Regions from separate parts of the Mus musculus genome. Here region 2 is linked to region 1. Evidence: chromatin contacts called from public HiChIP or PLAC-seq data. All regions are on one chromosome and are shown on one strand. The core of a region is the stretch at or near the end of the contact, and the rest is flanking DNA. Distances in the headings are between cores, read along the strand shown. Region 1 holds the start of Gmcl1 (germ cell-less, spermatogenesis associated 1). Region 2 has its middle 23 kb from the start of Anxa4.

Region 1 (4,426 bases), core at 875-3,374:
CTTATGACATAAGAGCCTGTTCATCAAAGAGTTCTAATACCAAATGCACAAAGACAGGCACTCTGGGGCCTGAGAGGTGTCTCGGTGGTAAAGAGCACACACTGCTCTTCCAAAGGACCCAAGTACAATTCCCAACACCCACATTAGGGAGCTCAACACCTCTGTAACTCCAGTTCCAGGACTTTGCAGGAATGTGCACAAATCCACATACTCATAAATAAAAACAAATCTTAAAACCGGGGGGGGGGGGGGGGGGGGCACTGCACTTGTGCTCACTCTCAGATTGTGAGAGTCTCAACACTCCCAGCCCTTCCTTCCTCTCTCTTCTCTCCAGGGTGTCTGGATACAGCCCAGAATGGCCTTTAAGTCACTTTGTGGCTCAGACTGACCTCCAACTTGATGCTCTTGTCTCAGCCACCAGAGGCTTACTGCAGGATTGTAATACCTTGCAAAATCTGCGTAACTCTTTGAGGTGGCAATAATAGTTCTACTTTACATATGAAAATGAGTATATTAAGTGCAGAATACAGATAGGAATTCAGAATTGGAACTCATTAGAACATCCATCTTGTGAATATATTCACCCCCTAATGAAAAGTTATATTAACCTAGTTTTTAACCTAAGATATTTACATATCTTACCGCTACCACTGAGCTCCAACTCTACCACCTACACTTTTTTTTTTTTTTTTTTTTTTTTTTTTTTTTTTGGTTTTCCTAGACAGGGTTTCTCTGTGTAGCCCTGACTGTCCTGGAACTCACTCTGTAGACCAGACTGGCCTCAAACTCTGAAATCCGCCTGCCTCTGCCTCCGGAGTGCTGGGATTAAAGGCATGCGCCACCACGCCCGGCTCACCTACACTTTTTTTGTCAACAAAAATGCAATGTCCATAAGCAGATCCTTTTTAAAAATTTCATTAAAAAATTACATCTGTGTGAGTCTAACAGTGACCTTAAAAAGAGAAAAAAAAAATCCTTACTGCACAGTATATTCTGGTATACGCCACATCTATTTCACAAGCAATGATTTTTTTTTTTCAACTCTTCCCTCAAAAAAATCTTATGCAACCTACACAGAGTGCAGCCCACCTCAACAAGCAGACTTTGTTCTTAACTGGGCGAATCTCCATCACTGGTCCCTCTAGTGACAACACAGAGAGATGTCCATCTCAGGGACTACTATGCTCCTCTCTTTACTGATTTATGGCTAGTGATGCACAGTAAAATTTCCCGTGGCTATCCTATTCAAAAAGCAAACGCCTGCTACGGAAGGGACGCGGAAGCTCTGGCTAGTCCTTTTAGGCTCAGGTTGAGGCTCTGACACTCAGGAAGCTTCTGTTTAATGTGCAGAACCCTAAGCTTTCTAGCTCCCGCACTGATCCCAGGTCCACCCAACACGCGCGAGCTCCCGTATTAACCCAGGTCTATCTGCAAACTCCCAGACCCTACACTGACCCAGGTCTGTCTGCTAATGCCCAGCTCCCGCACTGACCCCAGGTCTGCCCGGCACGCGCCCGCTCCCGCACTGACCTAGGTCTGTCTGCAAACGCCCAGCTCCCATCTGCTCCGCGGGCACTCACCTCCCGCACCGACCCTCCCGCGCTCTCCTGTCAAGGACACCGGGGTCAGGCCCCCCAAGGTGCGGGGCGTTCCGTACCTGCGCGGCGTGTTCAGCAGCCTCTGCTGCTCGTCGCCCTCGTCCTCGTCGTCGTCTGTCTCGGAGTCGGGGTGACAGTAGCAGAATGTGCCGCTGCTGCGCTTGCGCTTGCGGCCGCCCGGACAGTAACAGAAGCTGTGGCCCGCATCTTCGCCGGCGTCCGACCTGCGGGCCGCGCCCCCAGCCCCGGGCGTGGGTTCGGGCTGCTCTGTGCGCCCTGCGGGCCGCAGCACCCGGCTGCTGAGAGCGCCCATGGCTCCGGCGCCTAGGGAGCACCGAGGGGCCGCCCCGCCATGCCCGTATCTCCACCGCCTACTCCGCTGCCGCCTCGCGCGCAGCCCCAACCGTCGCCGCGAACGCAGTCACCTCCATCCTCAGCCCCGCCCGTAGCGCCTCAGCGGACCGGCTTCGCTAGACCTCGCCCCCTCCTTCTCCCAACAAAGCGCGCGCCGCAGGGCGCAGGCGCAAGGCGAGCCTCCGGAAAAGGCGGGGCGGGAGGACGGAGCCTGCGCTGCAGGTTGCGCATGCGCAGGCTGCTGGCCCGTCCCTGCGGCGCTCAGCCCCGGTGCGTGTCTGACTTCCGCGGTTCCGGCTTCAACGGAGGGGCGTGGGCACTGTGTGCTTATGCCTAACAGATCTCGGGATCTCTGTCGCTGGTTCTTCCCGTAAGCTTCCTCGATTCCGGGGTCTCATCCAGCCCTGTACGGTTAATAAGAGGACGGACTTGCCAACATGGCCTTTGCTTCCAGGGCTCTAGGACCCGACTGGCCCGGTTAGATAGATGACCGTCACCCAGCTGTGTTGACCGGGTTCAGTCTGGAGCCTCAGCTAGCCTCCAGGTCTTGCCTTCCTTCTGCTGCCTTGTTTTGATTTAATTATTATTTTATTGTGTCAGTGTCTCGTACTACATACTTCGACTCACTGTATAGGATGCTCTTGAACTCTTGATCTCCTGTTTCTACCCCCTGAAAGCTGGGATTACAGCCATGTATGTGTCACATCACCTTCGTGGACCTGAAATGCTGAGTATCAGATGCAGGGCTTCTTGAATGCTAAGCAAACATTCTACCAACTAAGCTACATCCCTGGCCCTCGATTTTTTTTTTTTTTTAAATTTTCTTCAAGGAAAAGTGTCACTCTGAAGCCCAAGGCTTCCCTGGAACTCTCAGAAGTCCGCCTATCTCAGCCTCTAAGTGCTAGGAGTTGAGGCACTGAGCTACCATACCTGCCTTTTATACCTTTCAAAGTAAAATGTTTATAATAGAATGTTTCAAACAGAGCAATACAAGTACCTGTGGACCTACTACTGGCTTGGAATTCTATCACACTTACTTTGATTCACTCCCCTTTAGCTTTATTGATATATAGTGGGGAATGAGAAACCCCTTGTGTACTAATTCTCAGTTTCCAGCCTCTCCCTCTCTGTGCCATTTCTATGCATGTCTTTACACGTATAACCACTCTTCTGCTGCACATTCAGACATGTAATTTAAATGGAATTGGACCATCCCAAACCTATGATTTCTCCTCTCCTAAAACTATACTTTGAATGGAATCTCTAGTTATTGTCACTGCTCATTGTTAGACACATCATTTGCCTACTCCCTTGCCAAGGGGTTTCAGTTATTTCTACGTAGATGCTCTTTCAGGAACACCACTCGCAAAAGCTTCATCAGGCAGATCCCAGAAACGGGCTCTTGGGAAATTTTCAACTTTACGAGTTCTTGCCAGTTTTTCGCCCCCCCCCCCCCGGAACTGACTGCATCAATTCACCATTTGCACTCCGTTATAGCAGTATATGTCCTTTGTGAGCCACTGAGGAATTTCTCATGTTTGAGAAATTCTGAGGGTGTGTAGCTGAGGCTGGTTGAAGGAGAAGTGGGAGGAAGAGAACTACGGTGGCTGCAGGGGACACGCAGGAATGTACATAATATGAAACATACGTGAGGTCATCTTAAAACATTGTCCCAGCACTCGGGAGGCAGAGGCAGGCGGATTTTTGAGTTCGAGGCCAGCCTGGTCTACAGAGTGAGTTCCAGGACAGTCAGGGCTATACAGAGAAACCCTGTCTTGAAAAACCAAAACAAAAAACAAAAACAAAGAGGCCTTGGCGTATGCACAAGCTAGACTGTAACATGGTGGCTTCATGTGTCACTAAATTCCTAGAGGGTAAAACATCCATATTGGTCTTGTCTAAGGAAGCGCAGGTGAATGGCTCCCTGGATACTGAGGAGAGCCATGGCAATGTCTGTAAGAGCCTGCCACAGCCACATAGGACTTAGCCTCCACCCTCAGAGCAAGGGCAGTGCAAGAACTGACCTGATCCCCTCTGCTCTTCTCACTGTTGCTACAAGCAGGGATGATGGAGAAAAAGAGAAGTGCCCTCCCCCCATTCCAGTCCCCTGCCCTCGTCCCCTGCCCTGACTTCCCTTCCCCAAGCCAGCATCCCATTGAGGCCAGAACTGACTGAGGAAAGAAACCTCAGACTACACTTGGAACTTTGGCTTATTATGTTGATGACTGAGATGACATTATTTTGGGGCCTAGAGGAGCTAGCTACACAGTAGGACTTCTGAAAAGCCAAGAGTGAGCAGAAAATTGTGACTTTCTACCCTCCCCCTGAACTTATACCTAAGGATAAGAAAAACAGCCCACTGAAAGCACTCAGCCACAAAACACTGTTCTTAAAATTTTGGCTAAGACACCACGTAATGGTAAAACTTCTGTTAAAACCAAAACAAAGAACCTAATAATGCCTCCAAAGTGTAA
Region 2 (4,246 bases), core at 1,417-3,916, 83 kb after region 1:
GTTCTCTACTGCATGCCCACCATAGCCCATTTGTGGGTCCACCCTGACCCCAGCCCTGGGCATGCCTAACACAGTCCATTTGTGTATCCACACTGGGCACCATGTCCACCATGGGACAAGAAAGACTCAGGCTCCATGAGGTGGCCAAACGTGAAGAGAAGAGCCTCTAAAAGTGTGCCAGGAATGTCATCTATATCCAGGATCTGCTGTCTTGAAAACCCTAGGCAGACACTACCCACTGGGCACTGCTGTGGGACAGAGGTGCAGACCATTTCTATCCACCCGTTCTCTCCTGGAAGACAGGCTGTGAGGTTGTCCCTGCATCAGAACTCCCTTCTGTTGGTCCTATGCAAAGTACACACCCAGGTCTTTGTGTTTGTGATAGTTTGAAGGTAAAGTGACTCCCCCATGCCCTTGAAGACTTACAAAGCCTCCTGGTTTTGAACACTTAGTCCCAGCTGCTGGAGCTGTTTTGGAACTCTGTGGAATCTTAGGAGGTAGAGTCTGGCTGGAGGAAGTGGATAGTCCAGGCCCACTTCCTGTCCACCTTCTGCTTCCAGATGCAACATGACCAATGGCCTTATACTTCTGTTGCCAAGCCTTCCTGTCATGGTAGACTATACAACCTTTAAACTGTAAGCCAAAGTAAGCGTCCTATAAATCTGGTTCATTGGTCTATAACCCAGACTTTGGAGGTAGAGGCGGGAGGATCAGGAATCCCAGATCATAGGAGTTCATAGGTCATAAGAGTTCAAGGCCAGCCTGTGTTACATGAGATCTTGTCAAAGAAAGAGGAGGAGGGGTAGAAGAGAAGGAAGAGAAAATTAACAATTCTTAAGTTGCTTCTTGAGACATTTGGTCTCAGCTTTGGAAAAAAAAAAAAGTAACCAATACAATATTCCCTTTCAGGAATGTGGGTTTGGGAACAGCGGGAAGCTGACCCCTATAGCTGTGTTCTGTGGGTGTCCTGTGGCTACAGCCTGCACAGAACAGATGGTGAAAAGGAAGGCCTGCATTTTCAGGAATTTTACAAACAGCTCCACTGTGTCAGGAGCCTCAAATCCACTCTGGTGCAGTGTTTATGCCACGAAGGAGGGCTCACGGAAAGCTCAGGGCCCTTCCCCAGGCTCAGAGAAATCAATCATCATTGCCAGCAATGAGCAACCATTGACCTGGGCATATCCTTACATGAATGGCTTCTTCCCAAGGGAGAATGAGTAACGGGAGTGAGAGACGGACCTGGGTGTGTGGCACTGAAAGTGTTCCCCACTAGAAAGCAGGGTGAAGTTCTACTTATAAATACGTGGAAATGGCAAGATGGAGCCTCTCTGCATCCCTTCCCTTTTCTTTTGAATCTGACAATAATACTTACACAGGAAATTTCAGAAAGGAATGTAGGCGGCAGCAGAGCGTGGAAGCTGAGAGCAAGCTTTCAAAGCCTGACATCTGGGGCTGGGGTCCAACCCGCCAGGCTCTCCCTGTTCCGTGGTGGGTGGAGCCAGCTAATCGAATGGTGGTGTGCACCTGGGTGGAAGCCTGTTGCAGCTCTCCCAAGGATCTTAATTCCCTCTCCCGCTCCCTCCCCCCTCCCCCTCCCCCTCTCTCCCTCCTCTTTCCCCTCCCCTTCCTTTCCCCTCCCCTCCCCCACTCTGTGTCCGAGAGGGCCCAATTGCTGAGTGGAGTATTTGGAAGCCTGTTCACATACAGTGTCTTATTTTCCCTTTGCTGTGATAAGCACCTGGCAAAACAAGGGAGAAAGGGCGTGTTTCAGCTAACAGCTCCAGTCCATCACTCAGGAAGTCACAGGGCAGGAGCCGGACAGATTGTGTGGTCTGTACACCCATGGAGGCTAAGGTGCAGAGAGTGATGACAGCCTGTATCCCAGGCTAGAGATTGGCAGCCTCACAGTGGCCAGGTCTTCCCTCAATTCACCTAAAAAGGATAATGCCCCCAAGATACACTCAGAGGCCCATCTTCCAGGTGATTTTGTTTCTCACCAAGTTGACAACTGAGATTAAACAGTACATATAGTATGTAAGGTTCTCTACCAACATACCCAGATATCAACAAACAAACAAGAGAGGCAAGACAAGGGAATAAAGAGAAAAATAAATGGAGCCTGTCACAATTCCCATCTCTCGCCTTCCCATCCTTCTGTCTTCAGTAGCACCGTTTCTGTCTCTCTTCTCTCTCCTTGCTTGGCTAATTAATTCAACCTCCTAACACTTCCCAAACCAGAAGAGCTCCTGACACCATCTCCCACACCCCTCAAATCCTGTGTCTCTTCCTGATTTTTCCAATCTGTTCTCAAGTTCTCCTTCAGGGGAATGGCTCAAACAAACAAACAAACAAACAAAAATTAAAAGCTCAGAATTATCAAGGTCTAACGTATATTCTAAAAGTGCTCTCCTTTTAAATGCTCAAGTTTCATTCCAATAAATGTGTACAAGGCGTAAAACACAGAGACCCTTTTGAGACAGGATCTTGTTTAGCACGGGCTGTGTAGCCGAGGATAAGATAACCGTGCATTTCTAGTCTTCCTACACCTACAATTTGATTAGGCTTTATTTAGCTTATGTGCTAGCACACACTAGAGGAGGTCAGAGGACAACTTGCAGTTCTCTTCTTCTACCATGTGGGGGCCAAGATTGAATTTAGGTCATCAGGCTTAGTCCTAAACATTCTTCCCCAGGGAGCCTCCTTCCGGCTCCCATCTGAGATTGCAGGCATACCACAGCATGCCAGGTTTTATCTGGTGCAGGAGATCGAATCCAGGGCCTTCTGGACAAGCGCTGTGCCAGCTGCAGCTAGCGGCAGCCCTCAACGTTGATTTCATCTGAAGTTACCTCTTACCTCTTCCAGTCAAGTTCTTGCCTCCTCTCCTGATACTTGGGAATCAGCATCTACCTCCTCCTCCTCCTCCTTCTTCTTCGTTTTTTGAGACAGGGTTTCTCTGTGTAGCCCTGGCTGTCCTGGAACTCACTTTGTAGACCAGGCAGGCATCCACTTTCTTAAACCTTTTATAAAGTACCACAAGAGTGGAATGATGTCGTAGGTGCTCTTGGGGTCCAGCAGCCTTTGAGGTGTATCTTTTTGTGTCTGGAGCTCACTCATCTGTGTTGCTGAGCGGTCCCCCATTTTATAGACAGGTTTCACTTGTTTGTCCATTCACCCACTGATAAACATTTAAGCTGCTCTCAGTTTTGGGCTATTATGACTTATGCTATGATGCTATGACTATATGTAATCAGGTCTTTATACAGACATGTTGCTGTCATTGTGTGGCACAATAGGAAAGTTTAACATGATAAAACACTACAAGCTGTTTTACCCATGAGCTGTGTCAGTAATATGTTATTAGTTTAGAAAAATTTGACCTGGGCATGGCAAAACAGACCTTGAATCCCAGAACTCAGGATCTGAAACAAATAGATCAAGAGTTTGCTGTAAGTTTGAGGCAAGCCTGGGTTACATGGCAAGACCTGGAAGCAAACATTTAAAATAAGCTCATAAATGGGAGGCAATGGCTCAGTTAGGAGAGTATTTGCCATGCAAGCATGAGAATCTGCATTCACACTAGAACCTACAGAAAAAGCTGGGTGTCAGAGCACGCACTCAGTCCCAGGCTGGGCAAGCACAGGCAGGAGGATGCCAGCAGTGTCTCTGGCCAGTCAGATTCATTGATGAGCTCTAGGTCCCAGGAAGAGACTCTGGATGAAAAATCTAAGTAACAACACCTGAGGTTGACTTCTGCCCTCCAGACACACATAAAAAAGACACAGGCTGGCACACACGCACAAACACGTTAAATAAATAAATGCCATTCTAAGCAGGGCATGGTGGGCCATACAGTTAATCCCGGCTCTTGGGAAGCTGAAGGAGGTGGACCTCTCTCTGTGAGTTTCAGGTTAGCCTGGTCTACATAGTGAGACCCTGCCTCACTCACTCAATCAATCAATCAATTAATGAAAAAAAACTAATCTAATGATTGTGCAGTGTTACCTTATTGCTGTTCCAGGTGACTGATGGGGGCCTTATTTTTGTATATTTATTTGACTTGAGTATATTTTCTTTGGCAAACTACCCTCTCACCTTCTGCAGGTTTGTAGGGATCGTGATACTGAAGGAGTGTTGCAATAGAATCTGACTATGTAGTGCAGGCTGGCCTTGAACTTCTGACCCTCCTGCCTCAGGCTCCCTAGTGCTGGGATTGGGAGTTTGTACCATCACACCTGGCATCTGGTTT

Evidence for each region. HiChIP or PLAC-seq counts read pairs in DNA pulled down with a chosen protein or histone mark.
Region 2: an H3K4me3 HiChIP or PLAC-seq map of embryonic stem cells shows a contact between it and region 1, with 4 times the contacts expected there. The contact joins the enhancer-like site here to the promoter of Gmcl1 in region 1. A contact is called at or near these places in 8 of 39 promoter capture datasets (embryonic stem cells, hematopoietic stem and progenitor cells, hippocampal neurons and 3 more), 13 of 15 datasets of contacts at CTCF or cohesin (CD8 T cells, the G1E-ER4 cell line, the NIH/3T3 cell line and 6 more), 238 of 484 Hi-C or Micro-C datasets (3T3-L1-derived adipocytes, the 4T1 cell line, the 63-12 cell line and 128 more), 51 of 115 datasets of contacts at active chromatin or transcription factors (the 230-238 cell line, CD8 T cells, the NIH/3T3 cell line and 32 more) and 5 of 9 other capture datasets (adipose tissue, embryonic stem cells, liver and 2 more).

What each region holds. Positions count from the first base shown.
Region 1 is chr6:86,731,254-86,735,679 of GRCm38.p6, forward strand. It overlaps Gmcl1 (germ cell-less, spermatogenesis associated 1), which reads right to left and starts at 2,125. Exons shown (of 14, transcript NM_011818.3): 1 at 1,658-2,125. The coding sequence starts at 1,911.
Region 2 is chr6:86,814,110-86,818,355 of GRCm38.p6, forward strand. No RefSeq gene overlaps it. Among named protein-coding and RNA genes, the nearest start is that of Anxa4, 23 kb to the left of the region's middle. Within about 2 kb of position 2,667, at least 56 of the 459 cell types and tissues checked have an H3K27ac peak or open chromatin away from gene starts, as enhancers often do. A contact at or near this core is called in the N1E-115 cell line, cerebellar granule neurons, cerebellum and 11 more, where this site is marked.